Linked DNA regions of Hordeum vulgare: regions 1 and 3 are each linked to region 2. The links are chromatin contacts, called in public Hi-C and HiChIP or PLAC-seq maps. All regions are on one chromosome and are shown on one strand. Each heading gives the region's core, a stretch centred on a gene start, on an enhancer-like site or on the middle of the called end of the contact. The rest is flanking DNA. Distances are from core to core; before and after follow the strand shown.

Region 1 (4,483 bases), core at 15-2,514, 200 kb after region 2:
CCCAATAATATTTTCCAAGGTCCAAATCCTAGCGTCGATCCGCCGGATTACCACTTTAACATCTACTCCCTCCGTACCTAAATATAAGTTTTTTTAGAGTATAGATTCACTCATTTCATTAAAAAAATTACAAACGGGTGTATATAGACATATTTTAGAGTATAGGTTTACTCATTTTGCTCCGCATGTAGTTTTCTAATGAAATTTTTAAAAAAAGACTTATATTTAGAAACCGAGGGAGTATATTAGCTAGTGAGAATGAGAAAGTGTGTGTATTAATTAAACCATTCGTGCATGTAGCTAGCCAGCCGTAATTGCCAGGGCAGATCGTGAAAGGAAACGCGCGCGCGTGCACCGGTCAGACTATTACACGACCGATCGATCGATCTCATCTGACCGGAGCGGAACGGATGAAGGAGAAGGAGAAGGGGAAGTAACCTCCGCGGTCGACGAGGAGGAAGACGGGGAGGCCGCCGGCCTTGGGGTTGAAGGAGAGGCCGAAGTCGGCGAAGGGGTTGCATGCCCTGGCGTTGGCCTTGGGGTAGACGACGACGCCGTGCATGGTGCCCCCGTACTGCGGCATCCCGAAGTTGCCGATGGCGCACTCGTACACGCCCCGCAGCGACGCCGGCGACGTCACCCGCAGGCTGTTCTTCTCCACCACGAACCTCCCCTCCACCGTCGCCGCCGTCAGCGCCACGAGGAGGAGGAGAAGCCGCGGCCTCCACGGCCCCCACCCCGCCGACGGCGACCATCTGCCTCCCATGACGCCTGCTCGCTTGACCGTACCGATGCCCCGATCCCTCTCCCGGGCCAACCCCGTGCACGTACGAGGATCGGATGCGAGGATGGGTCGATGGAGGAACGCGACGGAGTACGGATCGATCTCGGGGAAGGGAAGAGAGGAGGGTGGCGTGTGAGCGGAAAAGGCGATCGAGCGTGGTTTGGGTGCGAAGGAAGTGAGGATGGATTTGACCGGGGGTTGGGAGGGAGAGGCAGTGGAGTGGGAGAGGGAGAGATGTAAGAGAGGAAGGAGGAGGGCGAGGTACGTGGCGGCCTCCTCGATGTCGATGGTGTGGTGTGGGGGGTACGTACGTTGGAACGCTTCCAAGGCTCCCGCCTTTTGCTTCTCGTGTGTTTGTGTTTGTGGCCGTGGCCGTGGCCGTGCGTGGTGACGGGGAAAGCGACGCCCTTTTTGGGACGCTGTCATGCTCATGCTCATGCTCATCCGAGGAGAAGGAAAGACGGAGGGCGTGCCGTGCATGCGCGCGCGTGTGGCGCGCGTGGGAGAGGCGCCTTTGTGTGTGGAGCTAGCGATGGTGTGCGCGTGTGTGGACGGCCAGCGTCGATCGAAACCGTGGGGCAAGGTGGGTTTTCGCTGAGATGAGAGCAATGCTTCGTCCTGGAGCGGCGGAGTTGTTAGGGTTAATACCAATCTACACACCCAAATATGGTTCGAGACGGTGCGTCTTTGTTCTAGTAACTGAGACCACAAAGGTGCTGTTTTCTGGCTCAAGAGTACATCACAGAGGTGCTGTTTTCTGGCTCAGGAGATGGCCGACTTGTCAAAGATGGACTTTTCCACTCACGACACGCGCGACGGGGGGCGACCTCGAACCTTCCGAATCTCATCATTAATGGTTGATCCCCACCACCCCTTCCTCATTACTCCACCGCATCGGCCTCTCCTCCCCTCCCACCAACCCTCATCCCTCATATCTCCCTGTGCGATGGCGGAGGAGAGGTGTGGAGGCCGAGCGAGGCACCTTCGTCCTGCGACGATGGTGGCGGCTCCGATGGCTTTCCCCATGCCGATTTCGGTGGCGCAGCGGCCGGTCGTGGAGCTGCACTGCCCGAAAGCGCGAGTGGAGATGCCGCGGGTGGTCCGGGGGCTCTTCGCCGATTGATCCGAGTGGCCGGAGATCATGGTGGACATCATTCACAGATCCACCTTCGAGGAACGACCGCGGTTCTGCGGAGACGACGGAGGGATGGATTACGAGCTGATCTTCTGGGCATACAGGAGGCAGAGGCTGCAGATCCAATCCAGGCGGCGCGGTAGCGCAGGTTCAAGGCGGAGAGTCCCTCCCGTCTCAACATTCGACCACCACCGGTGCTAGAGCTGTCCCAGCTTCCTCCCGATGTGTTGCCTCCGGGGGTCAGACCGCCCCGCATCCCCTGAAGAATCGCGCTCCTAGCAGACGTCTCCAACATCCGGTGCTTGCCACGGGGGTGCGGGGGCGTCGGGCGGGGGATGAGCTGCTTCGCAACTTCAAACCGCCGCCATGGCCGGGGGATCGCGGTGAGGTTTACACTCACCGTAATCAGGTACCTCGTTTCCGACCAAATTCATACCGCAGTCGTGATTATTCTAAGAAAATTTGTAGCGATCATCTGGTCATCAAATCCGAAGTTAGTTCTCGGGGATTGGATCCTGTGCCTGCTACTCCTAGGGATGAAGTTTCTACTCCGGTCAAATTGCCTTCTCCGGCGACGGAACGGGTTGAGGTTGTGGCCAAATCACCAAAGGCACCTGAGTTCAGTCTGAAAGTGACGGGTCTCGGTCCTTCTCCGGCTCCTGCGCCTTCCATCCGTGGATGTGTGGTCGGGAGGAAAACGCGTTTTCAAAAACCGTCTTCCCTTGTAGGAAACGTATCCGAGGAGGTGACAGAGGAGTTTTTCGGACAACTATGGATTATTCCTTCCCGAGTGTACCGTCGGCCCCATATAAACTCCTCTTCCCCTCCCCCTGAACCCTAGTTTTGCCATTCCTAACACCTTCTGGGTTAGGAAAGATCTCTTCCGATCCATAACATTCACCAGAGAAGATTGCTTCCCCTGAAGCGCCTTTGTCGATTTGACCCTACACCGACCTGCTTCAAACTTTCAGTAGAAGGGATCAAACCTGGATCTCTATCCTTCGCTGAGGTGGTCAAGGGGGGAATGAAGGCTGGACGTCAACAATAGCAGTGGCCGCCGCGCCGCCAACCTAACAAGAAGACAGTGCCTATCCAGGGGGGACAGTCCGAGCCTCCTCAACCTCCCCCTCCTGCTCCTACGAAGCCCGAACCCGTGAACGGAGGGGAGGGGGAATGGCAGGGAAGAATCAGGTTGCTGGAGGTAATCAGGCTGTGATGGCACCAACATCACCTGCGCCGGTGATCCCGACCCCTCCCGTCATCCAAGCTCTGGATCCAAGGTACAAAGAGATGACCTGCTTTAATTGTAATTGGCCTGGGACATTACATTGGTAATTGCATTGAGCCCAAGAAGTGCTTCATCTGTGCGGGAGGGCACAATGTTAACAACTGTGCATCATGGGCTCATCAATACCCCACTGCCACCTACTTTGGGAGCGCTGCTACTGGTCTAGGTTTTTATCATATTGATGTTCCTGTGTCTACAGAATCGAGCTGGATGAATTATAAAAACTGTGCATTACTTCATGTTGTAAGAGGAGAAGTGTCTGCTTCTAAACTGTTGATGCAACTGAATGAGATCTTCTGCAAGAACAAGGAGTGGCCCTGGCAGATAAGAGAACTGGAGGATACGAAGTTTCTGTTAAGGCTTCCTCCATGGAAAAATGTTGATCATCTGGTTGAGTTTCCTCCGTTTGATTTACCAATTGATGGTGTCTCAGTTAAGGTTGTTGAATGGCAAGGTATGTTGAACCCCTATGGAGAATTAACTGAAGCATGGATACAGATTGAAGGGATACCTCCAAAATAGTGCGCTTGGAAAGTCTTTGCGCATATCACTTCCTGCTTTGGTATACTTATGGATGTAGATTGGAATGGCATTTTAAAAAGCTTTTATGAGACCATTCGTGTGAAGGTTGCATGTAGAGACCCTGCCAAAATCCCTTTTGAGAGACTTGTGGAAATGAAGAAGAAGTTATTCTGTTGTTCTTCACTGTGGAAGGTTTTGATCAGATTGGAGATGAGGATGATGATGATGGAGTTGATCCTGATGAGGAGGATCCTGACAAAAGCAAAGGTGAGGAGGAAGATTATGAGGGTAATCTGGACACTACTAATAAGGACAGTCTAGAAGATGATGTGAATCCAATAGATGACCTTGACAAGGCTAATTTCAGCAAGAAGGATACTCCTGTTTCTACCTCTGGCAACAAACAGAGAAATGATGTGTCTGCAACTGAATTCCATCCCAAGATATTGTTGGACAATGCCCACACTGCCTTCATTGAGGAAAAAATCAAAAGCTGTGGAGTCCCTGAAAGTGATAATTCTGACAAGATGGCTGAATAAATGATTTCTCCCATGAGGGTGTTTTCTTCACCTCCAAAAGATGGGGATCCAATGTGTTCATATGGACTACTGCTTTGAGCAACTGAAAAACTTTGATATGGCTGAATCTGAAGAAGAAGAAGAAGAAGGTATTCTACCAGATATGCAATGCTTGCCTGAGGAGTTGATAAAAGTTATTGGCTCTACTAAGAGATCTCTCTTAGATACCTTGGAAA
Region 2 (4,746 bases), core at 55-2,554:
AAGCTAACGTAGGAAATGGTTAATCTGAAACAGAAGAACTATAAATTCAAAGATATGCCCCGCAAGCTTCATTGAATAAGTAGGAGACCGAAAGAAAATGATAACAAAGAAGCCATAGCCAATGGAGAGAAAATACCATAAGAAGGCGGCATGCGACATTCGTTGCCATCTCCCGCCCCTTTCATCCCATGCCCTTCGCTTATTTAAGAACTAAATGCCACGGGCCGCTTTTCGAACAATGACAGCAACTTGGAGAACAACAAAATTAGCATTTGAATCACTTCTATGGGTGCTTGTATTCCAAAAGGAAACCCACATAAGCGAGAAACGTCCGACCCAATTGAGCTGGCCAGCAAGTCCTGTCCTAGGATCTGCCTGTCACTATCCATCCAGATTCAAGACCACTAACACCAACAATATCCCGTGATTTGGTTACGCGATAGTCTAGAACCTGCACTTTTTCTGGCACATTTCTTTGCTTGCAGAATCAAGGCTACCTAGGCCACAACTCTTGCTAGTCCTTCAGGGCGCTCCGTCAATTGTTTATCAAAAGCATAATCAAAAGTAAGAGCTACTTGTAAGTTGTAACCCTAGCATATCCTACCGACCAACCACCAACTCAAAATCCAAGGGAGCCTCGGAATGCGGCGGGTCACCTCTTGGCACGCTTGGGGTCGACGGAGGCGAGCTCAGAGAGCTGCTCGGAGGACATGGCCTTCTTAGCCTCCAGCACGTCGGCGAACAACCCCCCGCCCCCGCCGCCATCCTGCTGGCCCCCCGGCCCGCCGCAGCCCATGGCGAACCCGTCGAAGGACGCGCTGTGGCGGTGCTTGGTGGGGCGCGGCGGCGAGGAGGACGTCTCCGCGGCGCGGTCGCGGGCGGCGCCGGCGATCTTGTCCATGTCCATGAACGTGGAGAAGAGGTCGTCCTCGGAGCCGATCTCGTCGAAGCCCCCGCCGTCGGCGTCCGGGAAGCGGAAGGGCATCTCAGATCTGGCGCGGCGGTGGTGGGACCGCGGCGGCGCCGCCGCCGCGGGGGCCTGGCCCGGCTGGGGGCCGCTGGGGATGGGCGGGAGCGGGCAGGGGTTGGGGTTGGGGTTGGGGCTGAGGTTGGGGCCGCGCCCCGGCGAGGGCTTCGGCGGCTCGCCGGGCTTGGGCGGCATCGCCATTGCGGTGGCTGGCAGCGCAGGCGCGTGTTCCTGTCTCCGGACACTCTGACCCGCGTGCGTGTGGGTCGGCGGAGGCGTAGCCTACGCTCGGTGCAACGCTATGAAAAGTCCTCACACACTCACTCACACTCACAGGCTCACAGCATCTCCACGCCCAACCGCCTAAAAACGGTTTGCACTGTCGAAATAGCAAAATATAGCACGTCCAAGTGTACCGGCTCCGCGGTCGTCGTAAAATATTCCACCCGCCGTCTCAGCAGACGCTGTAAAAAACGCATAGCATGCGTCCAACACAAACAACATACGAGACTACAAACAAGTTTTTTAAATGATCACAAATAAAAATAGTCAACAATAAATAGTTTGCTTTTTCATAATAGTCAACAATAAATAGTTGGACACTACAACATCAAACACATAAATCATCACTCTCATTTCGTTGGTCATTCCATGTCCACCACTCGATTAGATCTTTCTGAAGATCATTATGCGTTTCGGCACCATACCTGGCCAAACGGGCTGGCCCGGCCCGCCATAATCGTGTCAGGCACGGCACAGCCCGCCTGGGCCCGATTAATACACGGGCCGGCCCGGCCCGCGTGCCAGCCTCCCAGGGCCAAGCACGACACGTGGCCTAATCGGGCCGGTCCGCGGCACGTTAATCTCTCGCGTCCCTCTCCCTCACGAAAAAAAACGAAAAAAATTCCTAATCTCCCGCGCCCCTCTCCCTCCCGCCCGCCAGCTCTCCTAATCTCCCGCGCCCCCTCCCTCCTGCCCGCCAGCTGGCCGCCTCGAGCCCCGCGCATCTGCCCCGCTACCCCACATCTGTCGGCCACTCGGCTCCCGCTGCCAACGGTCTGCGCTGACCGCCCCCTCTGCCAACGGTCAGCCCCACGCCCCCTCGCCCCCTCCCGCGGTCCCGCCTTGCTGAATATGCGATGCATGCCTGGATCGTTGATTCGCTGGTCGCCCCTCCTAATCGTGATGTGCCGGGCTGGCACGCGGGCTGGGGGTGGCAGCCCAGGCACAGCCCATGGCGTGCTCGTGCCTGGCCTGGGAACGATTAGGCCGTGCCGGGCCCGGCCCGTGTCGTGCCTGGCCTGCGGGCAGTCGGGCCGGCCCGGCTGGCACGGCCCGTTTGGCCAGGTTTGTTCGGCACGTCGGATGGCAATGATAGGAGGCAACAAATCGGGCCACCCTCGAAGCCCGACGACGCACTCGGGATGTCCCATGAGCTTATGCTGAGAGTAGTCTAAATCTTGGCCACGCTCATTCTAGATGATCATGTTATGCATGATCACACATGCGTGCATGATGTACCAAGCATCTTTTGATCCCAAAATCTAGTCGGCCCTCTCACAATAGCAAATTGGGCTTGCAAATTCCCAAAATCTCTCTCCACATCCTTCCGAGCCGCCGCCTGAGCATTGTGAAAATCTAGATTTTTCTTACCTTTCAGTTTTTTCAACGGCTTCACAAATGTTTGCCACTTTGAGTAGATGCCATCCGCAAGATATTACCCATAGTTGTATGTATGGCCGTTTGCTACAAACTCCATCGATGGCAGTTTACCATGTGCAATCTTATTCATGAGTGATGACTGATTAACAACGTTGATGTCAATCAAAGATCCAGGCATTTCAAAAAAAGCATGCCAAATCCAAGTATCTTGATCGGCCACCACTTCAAGGATTATAGTGGAACCCTTTTTTGGCCGTGGAATTGCCCATGCCATGCCTTAGGACAGTTCTTCCAACTCCAATACATGTAATCTATTGAGCCAAGCATACCTGGGAACCCACGAGCTTTGTTCATCTCCAATAGCCTTGCGACGTCTTCAGCATTGGGAGATCTCAAATACTCCGGGCCAAACACTTGCACAATTTCGACTCTGAAGCGCTTGACACACATGATGGCCTGACTCTCACCCATGGCCAAGTGGTCATCAACTAGATCAGCCGGAATGTCGTATGCCAACATACGCAAAGCGGCTGTCACCTTTTGAAAGGTGTTATGCTCGAGTTCTCCGATGACATTCCTCCTCTGCTGAAAAAAAACAACCATGGCTCGCTCGTTTCTCTACAATGCGCCTGAACAACCCGGTGCTCATCCTAAACCGGCGCCGGAAGTACGACTCGGGGTACACGGGATATCCACAAAATAGTGTCTCATCAATCTGTTGTCGGCATCGATCTTATCCCTCCAAATTTTCTGCCGACCCATAACCGAACAACTGTGGTTCGGTTTTTTATTGATGTGCATAGCTAGGATCATTGTAAGGTCCTCCTCCTCTTCAATATCAAATTCTTCTTCGAAAGAATCATATGACGAACTCATCTACAGTATTGAATTTAAACTAGTCTACAAAACTACAAAAAACATGCACCAAATTCATTTAAAAATGTCAAGTTGAAGCAAGACATACCTTGCAAGCGTTTTGTTGAACACCTTGTGGGCGTCGAGCGGCAGTGGGCGGCCGAGCGCTCTACGTCGGTAGAATGGGGCGCGCGAGGGGCGGCGGGGATTAGAGGGAGAAGGAGGAAACAAAGGCGGTGCGGGCATAGGCCTAGGAAGCGTCGTCGGGTCGTCGGAGCAAATGGGGTGGTGAGGGCGGCGCCAGTGCCTGGATCCAGTGATGGGTAGACAATGTGCTCGAGTCGTCGCTGTCCAGCGCGCGGTAGCGGGCGCACGAAATATGAGGCGCGAGAAGCCGTCCCGCCCCGCGCGTTGAATTGTTTTTCCCGCGCGCGCGTTTTTGCCCCTCCGCTTGAGCGCCCGAAGCGGCTGCGCACATGCAATAGACGTTGTTTTTTCAGCGCGACACTTATATAGCGCGGCTGCTGGAGATGCTCTCATAGTGGGTGCAAAGGCAGGGTGGCAAGGGTGTCACAAAGTCAAACAAGTGACAAAACAAATTATCCGGTATAATATGTCACGTCTGATTTGGAGACATTGTTGCAATCCGGTGCAATATGGTAGGAGCTTCTTCCGCATTTCATCAATCTTTAAATAAATTAGTTTTATGTTGCTCGCTCATGCACTTTGCGAGAACATAATTCAATCAGATAATAATCAAGCAAGATAATGGTATTGAAACTGAAATTAAAGAGATGTGCGGACCTAGCTAGTACTATTTAATTAATTACCTTAACCACTTTCCAATGAAGCTTCGGATGTCATTCACCTCTAACCTCTTTGATGAAGTGTTTCCAAACCCTGCCCGACAAATAAAATGAATAAAGGAGTTATTAGTTACTTGATATATCAGGAAATGAACGAAAGAGACCGATATAGCTAGTGCAATAATTATTGAAATTACCTGTCGAGCATTTTAATTACTTGTGCATGTTTAGCAGGATCTTCGGGATTCTTATTTAGTGAGTCTTTGACTTCAGCAATTCCAGCATCAACTATAATGTTTAGCAGGATCAAGTGAAACTTGTGCATGTTTATATAAGCAGACATGCATAACTCATCAACTACACTTAACATCGAGTAAGCAAAATAGAATTTATAGTACAAGACAGTAACGCTCACTTGAAGTTGTAAGGCCATAGTATTTTTGTTTTGGTATTTTG
Region 3 (4,527 bases), core at 938-3,437, 140 kb after region 2:
GCCATCTTTCATTGGGTCAAAAGCAGCGCCATCGGCAACCCTTGGTGGTCTGGTGAGAAAATGCCGAGCCCTCTGTGCATGCTGAAATGGGGATAATGCAGTGGCAGGTTCTCTTCCATCAGAAAATGGTGTTGTTGGCGATACCATAGGCCTTTCCATAGTGGAAGTGGCCTCCATCTTGTTTCCATTATTAGCAATCCCCAAGCTCATACTGAGGCATGCCTCTGAAACTGATTCACTTGTTGTGCTATCTGCTGCTGGATCTCTATTATCATCTCTTCGTGTACACTGGGATTGAGGAGACTCTAATGCACTCTGAGGCCTAATTAAGAAAGGCATCCTTCCCATGTCACAAATACTGAGTGTTGGTTGCTCCCACTTAATCTGCCTCGCGCCATTTTCAGTTTCCTTTTGCCTCAAAATGTTACTGCTTTGCCCGAGTTCTAGGTTTTTTACCAAGAATGGATGACTGCTCTTGGTTAGAATAGCAATATCATCATTTCTGGAATCGAGCATAAGGGACGGTGACTCCAACGGTCTACCTGGCAACAATTCATCGCTTTTACCAAAGAGTCTCTGGTTATTTTGAGGAGATAAAAAAAGCTTTGGAGCCACTTGACATGAAACCTGCGGAACGAACAATCAGATTTTGGAAAGGTCAAAAAAATACAGATCGAGCGAGAAAGAAACTTACAGTCACAGATTGAACTCCTGGATTTTTCATGCAATTCATGCATTGAACTCCTCCGCTATCGAGTAGATCAAAGGAATTCTTCGAAGCAACACAACCGCAATGGAGATGCTGAGACAGCGGAGCCCCTTGGAATTAGTGTCGCCAAACAATTTATAGTTGCATGAAATTCAGAACATGTGTCGCAATCTCTACCTTGCCACAAAACGAACAGTCCCTCCAACCAGACTCCTTTTGGTGGAATATGTCGCAGAAGACAAGCTGCTCGAACGCCAACCTGAGTGCAATAGAAATGACACGGTAAGAATCGAAAGGGCCAAAAAATTGAACTGTAAAATGGTAACAGGGTAACAGTAACATCCTACTATTTTGCAGGAAACTTTTCTTAAAATACCAGATTAAACATGTTTCTGCCATCATCTAAAACCAACGGCAAGAGAAATTCCAGTGTGACAGCACCAAATAGTTACTGGCAGTGCCAAGGAAGCAGCAGGTCCGAGTCAACCATACCATACAGCAGACAATGTTTCCTCAGGCAAGCACCGGCTCCGAGTCAACCATACAAGGCACAGAGATGACTTTTGGTACCAAGCAGCAGGCACAAGCTTATACTGGCATACAGGATCAATTCCCCCACAATTAAGCTGCTGCAAGCAAGCACCTTTTGTGTCGGCCCTGAGCGACCGAACGATTACCCGAAATCTGAATTCGACACGAGCTCCACACAAGAGCAAGTAGTAAGTAGTGATTATCATCCGTTCTATGTCGCTGGTAGGTAGGTATATCCAGGGAAGCTACAGCGGAGTCAACCCCGCTTTTCTGAGGAGTGCTACTAGTACAGGCGCGAGGCAAAAAGGAAATCCACAGATTGCCCAGCCGCGGCTAGGAACAAAACATCCCTTCTCCCCGGGAGGAAAAGGCGGGGGGGTCGAGACGAATCGATTCGTCCGGCCAGCGAGCCAGCCATCCCATTCGGAACAGAGCAGAGCAAGCGCGGAGGGAGGCGTACCCGCACTTGTCGCAGAGCAGGGCGAAGCCGCCGGATCGCAGCGGCCAGCCCTTCCGCCACTCGCCCACCCCGGCCGCCGTCGGGGCGGGCGCGCCGCACGCCGCGTTCATGCACCTCGCGGCGCCCATCCCCGCCATGGCCGGCCGTCGCGCGCGGGCGAATCCGCCGCCCTCCCTCCGATCAAGCCGCTGCTTGCCCCCCGCCGAAAAGGGAAGGCTGAGCCCGCCTCGGCTCGCCGCACCACCCACCCCTCGGGATACGGAGGGAGGAGCTGAGGAGGGACGGGGGCTGCGCGCGCGCGGTGGGGGAGGCGTAGTTTTCCGCTGGATGTGGAGAGAGCAACCGACGCACGATCGGTGGCGGCTGGCGCATGCGGTGCGGGCAAGCCAAGTGAAGGCAAGGCAAGGACAAGGACGAGATGGGGGGAAGGAAGGAAGGAAGGGATGGATGCCCGAAGCAGCTTCAGGCAGTAATGTAAACTAGCACTCCTACACTACATACTCCAACTCCAAACACTAATGGTACCAACTGAAAACGACGACTGGGATTTTTTTTTAGGGGCGTGGGGTGGTAAAGCGAGGCGAGCGTGGCTTTTTGTTCCTGTGCGTGCGTGCGTGCGTGCATGCACGACATGCCATGCTTTTCTATGAGTTTGGTTTCCGCCCCGCTGGCCGTTGCTCCCCTCCACGACGTCGCAGCTCGCAGCCATGCCAACCAGGAGCAGGAGCGATCCGTCGTCAGGTTCATTACTATCTATCTATCGCCGACGTGGCCGGGCCGTGGTAGAAACGAGGGCGCTCCTACTTTTGCGCGTGCGTGACAGGGTACAGGGTGTTCAGTCTAGTTTATTGCGGATTGTTCTCCCGGAAGAAAACAAAAAGGCAGACGATGAACTGCATGCGTGTCCGTGCCTCTGTGGACGCGACCTGCATGCAGCCTCTGCCTCTGCTCCGCACCGAATTCAATGCGAGTGGGGGATTTTTAATTTTAGAATGCCAGCCTGACGCCGACCCGCCCGCCGGCCTTCAATGCCTCCGGCTCCGGCGCCGGCCGGCCCGCCCGTGACGTCGCCTTCAGGCGAGTAAAACGTCGCGCGCACGTTTAATTCCGGCCGGCCTCGGCGGCGGCGCCTCCTGAACGTGTCGTACTACTGCGTGCCTCCGGCGCGGCACACGCTCTCACGCACGCATCGCACGCAGAAGCAGCTGATGGGGCGTTGGAATCGAAGGCGTCGTCGATCGGGTCACCGGGAGCGGCCGTCGCCGTCGGAGCACAGGACGTGGACGGGTGGGGCGCTGGGTTTCCCACGACGTCACGTGAGCGGCTGCTGCTATGCTACGCTATCCCATCCACCGCGCGCGCCTGCTGCCTACGTCGCGCGTATGCCTCGGCGACGAGATGCTTGCGTCACGCATGATGCCGTCGGCCACCTCCGGCTGGCCGCCGGGACCCGGAGGCCGACGTCGGGTGGTGGTGGTACCGTGGTAGTGGTAGTAGTACCGCCGGTGATGTGGACGTGGAGTACGAGCGGATCGGAGCAGGAGCAGTAGCAGTAGCAGTACGTACTACGTAGCCAGCGTCTGCGTGGCCAGGAGAAGAGGCTACCTACGTGCGTGCACCCGACATGGCGCACATCGTCGACGGCGACGGCTCGGGCGCACGGGAGGTGACCGGTGACTGTTTTCCTTTTTCCGGCGACGGCGACGGGGATGGAGACTGAGGTGGTGTGGGACGAGTGGAGAGTGGAGAGGGGAGGGACGAACGATGGGCGCGCATGCATCGGGAGGGGACGGAAACGGGACACGGTGTATACGTGACGTATTATCATATTTCCGCGCAAGTGCTACGACGATGGGATGGGTGGCGTGACTGTCTCGTGGCGTGGGTGTGCGTGGGAGGGCAAGTGATTTGGCAGTTGGTGGGGCCCCGAGCGTATGGTGCCCGGCTGGGTCGTCTTCAGTTATGGAACAGTCGTGTGGTTGGCTGGGTTCAGAAATGCGAGGAACGGCGCAGGTCGGTCGGATCGATCGGGCGTGTCCTCCCAGAGCGAGGCAACCGGGGCGGTTCCCCCTTCTCCCCCTTTTTCTCCATCGCTGGACCCCGGCTCGGGCGAGCGGTCCTCGTGGCGAAGCCCTTCGGTCGGCGCATTCCAGCACGGATCTGAACGGCGGCGGTGACCGTCCATGGCTTGCGGCGGCCGGCGACGCCCGACTGGCTCAGATCTAGGCCCTATGAACCCGATCTGGGTCGGGGACGGGCTTGCTGGGGGGGCTGTGGTGGATTGTTCTCTGGTGGTTCTAGCGAGCTCCTCGCAACTGCTGCAGCTTAGCGGCAGAGCTTCATGGACCCGTTCTGGGCTCGACCGGACATTTGGTCTGGTGAGCCTCTGCTGCTATGCCCGGTCTGCTATCGCCTAAGTCGGTGGAGGTTGTTCCCTCCCTCGTGATTGCGGTGCTACCGGTCCTTGTCTACGGGTGTCTTGTTTGAATTCGGCCGGCCTCGCTTCGTTGACCGTGGTGAGACGATGACGGTGTCCTCGTGACTGTGTTGGCGCATGTTGGTGGGCGGCGAATGTGGTGGAGCCGAAAGTTGGTCCTGGGTGACGGGTGCGAGGGGTCGGGAGAAATCCATGTCAAGTCTTGTCGGCACCAACGCGGTGACGCTTACGGGCGTCGCCATCCTTCTTGAAGGGCGTTGGGTGACCCTCTCCCCCATTACCCTCCGTGTACTGGAAGAAATCCTAGGATTCATCCGGGCAGTAGCGTCGTCATCGTCGCATTCCTTTTTGAAGGTGGTGCTTGGTACACGATAACTCGATGGCTTTGGA

What was found. A called contact is a pair of places that touch in the nucleus more often than the background predicts. HiChIP or PLAC-seq counts read pairs in DNA pulled down with a chosen protein or histone mark.
Region 1: a Hi-C map of leaf shows a contact between it and region 2, with 1.8 times the contacts expected there. The contact joins the promoter of LOC123424707 here to the promoter of LOC123424710 in region 2. A contact is called at or near these places in 2 of 6 Hi-C or Micro-C datasets (leaf and seedling).
Region 3: an H3K4me3 HiChIP or PLAC-seq map of embryo shows a contact between it and region 2, with 8 times the contacts expected there. The contact joins the promoter of LOC123424709 here to the promoter of LOC123424710 in region 2. A contact is called at or near these places in 1 of 6 Hi-C or Micro-C datasets (seedling) and 1 of 1 datasets of contacts at active chromatin or transcription factors (embryo).

Annotation. Positions count from the first base shown.
Region 1 is chr2H:39,415,797-39,420,279 of MorexV3_pseudomolecules_assembly, reverse strand. LOC123424707 (vacuolar-sorting receptor 1-like) reads right to left here and starts at 1,264. Exons shown (of 12, transcript XM_045108375.1): 1 at 439-1,264. The coding sequence starts at 1,264.
Region 2 is chr2H:39,615,535-39,620,280 of MorexV3_pseudomolecules_assembly, reverse strand. It overlaps LOC123424710 (transcription factor RF2b-like), which reads right to left and starts at 1,304. Exons shown (of 4, transcript XM_045108377.1): 1 at 657-1,304. The coding sequence starts at 1,168.
Region 3 is chr2H:39,478,658-39,483,184 of MorexV3_pseudomolecules_assembly, reverse strand. It overlaps LOC123424709 (B3 domain-containing protein Os07g0679700), which reads right to left and starts at 2,187. Exons shown (of 12, transcript XM_045108376.1): 1 at 1,701-2,187; 2 at 887-968; 3 at 695-802; 4 at 1-627. The coding sequence starts at 1,837.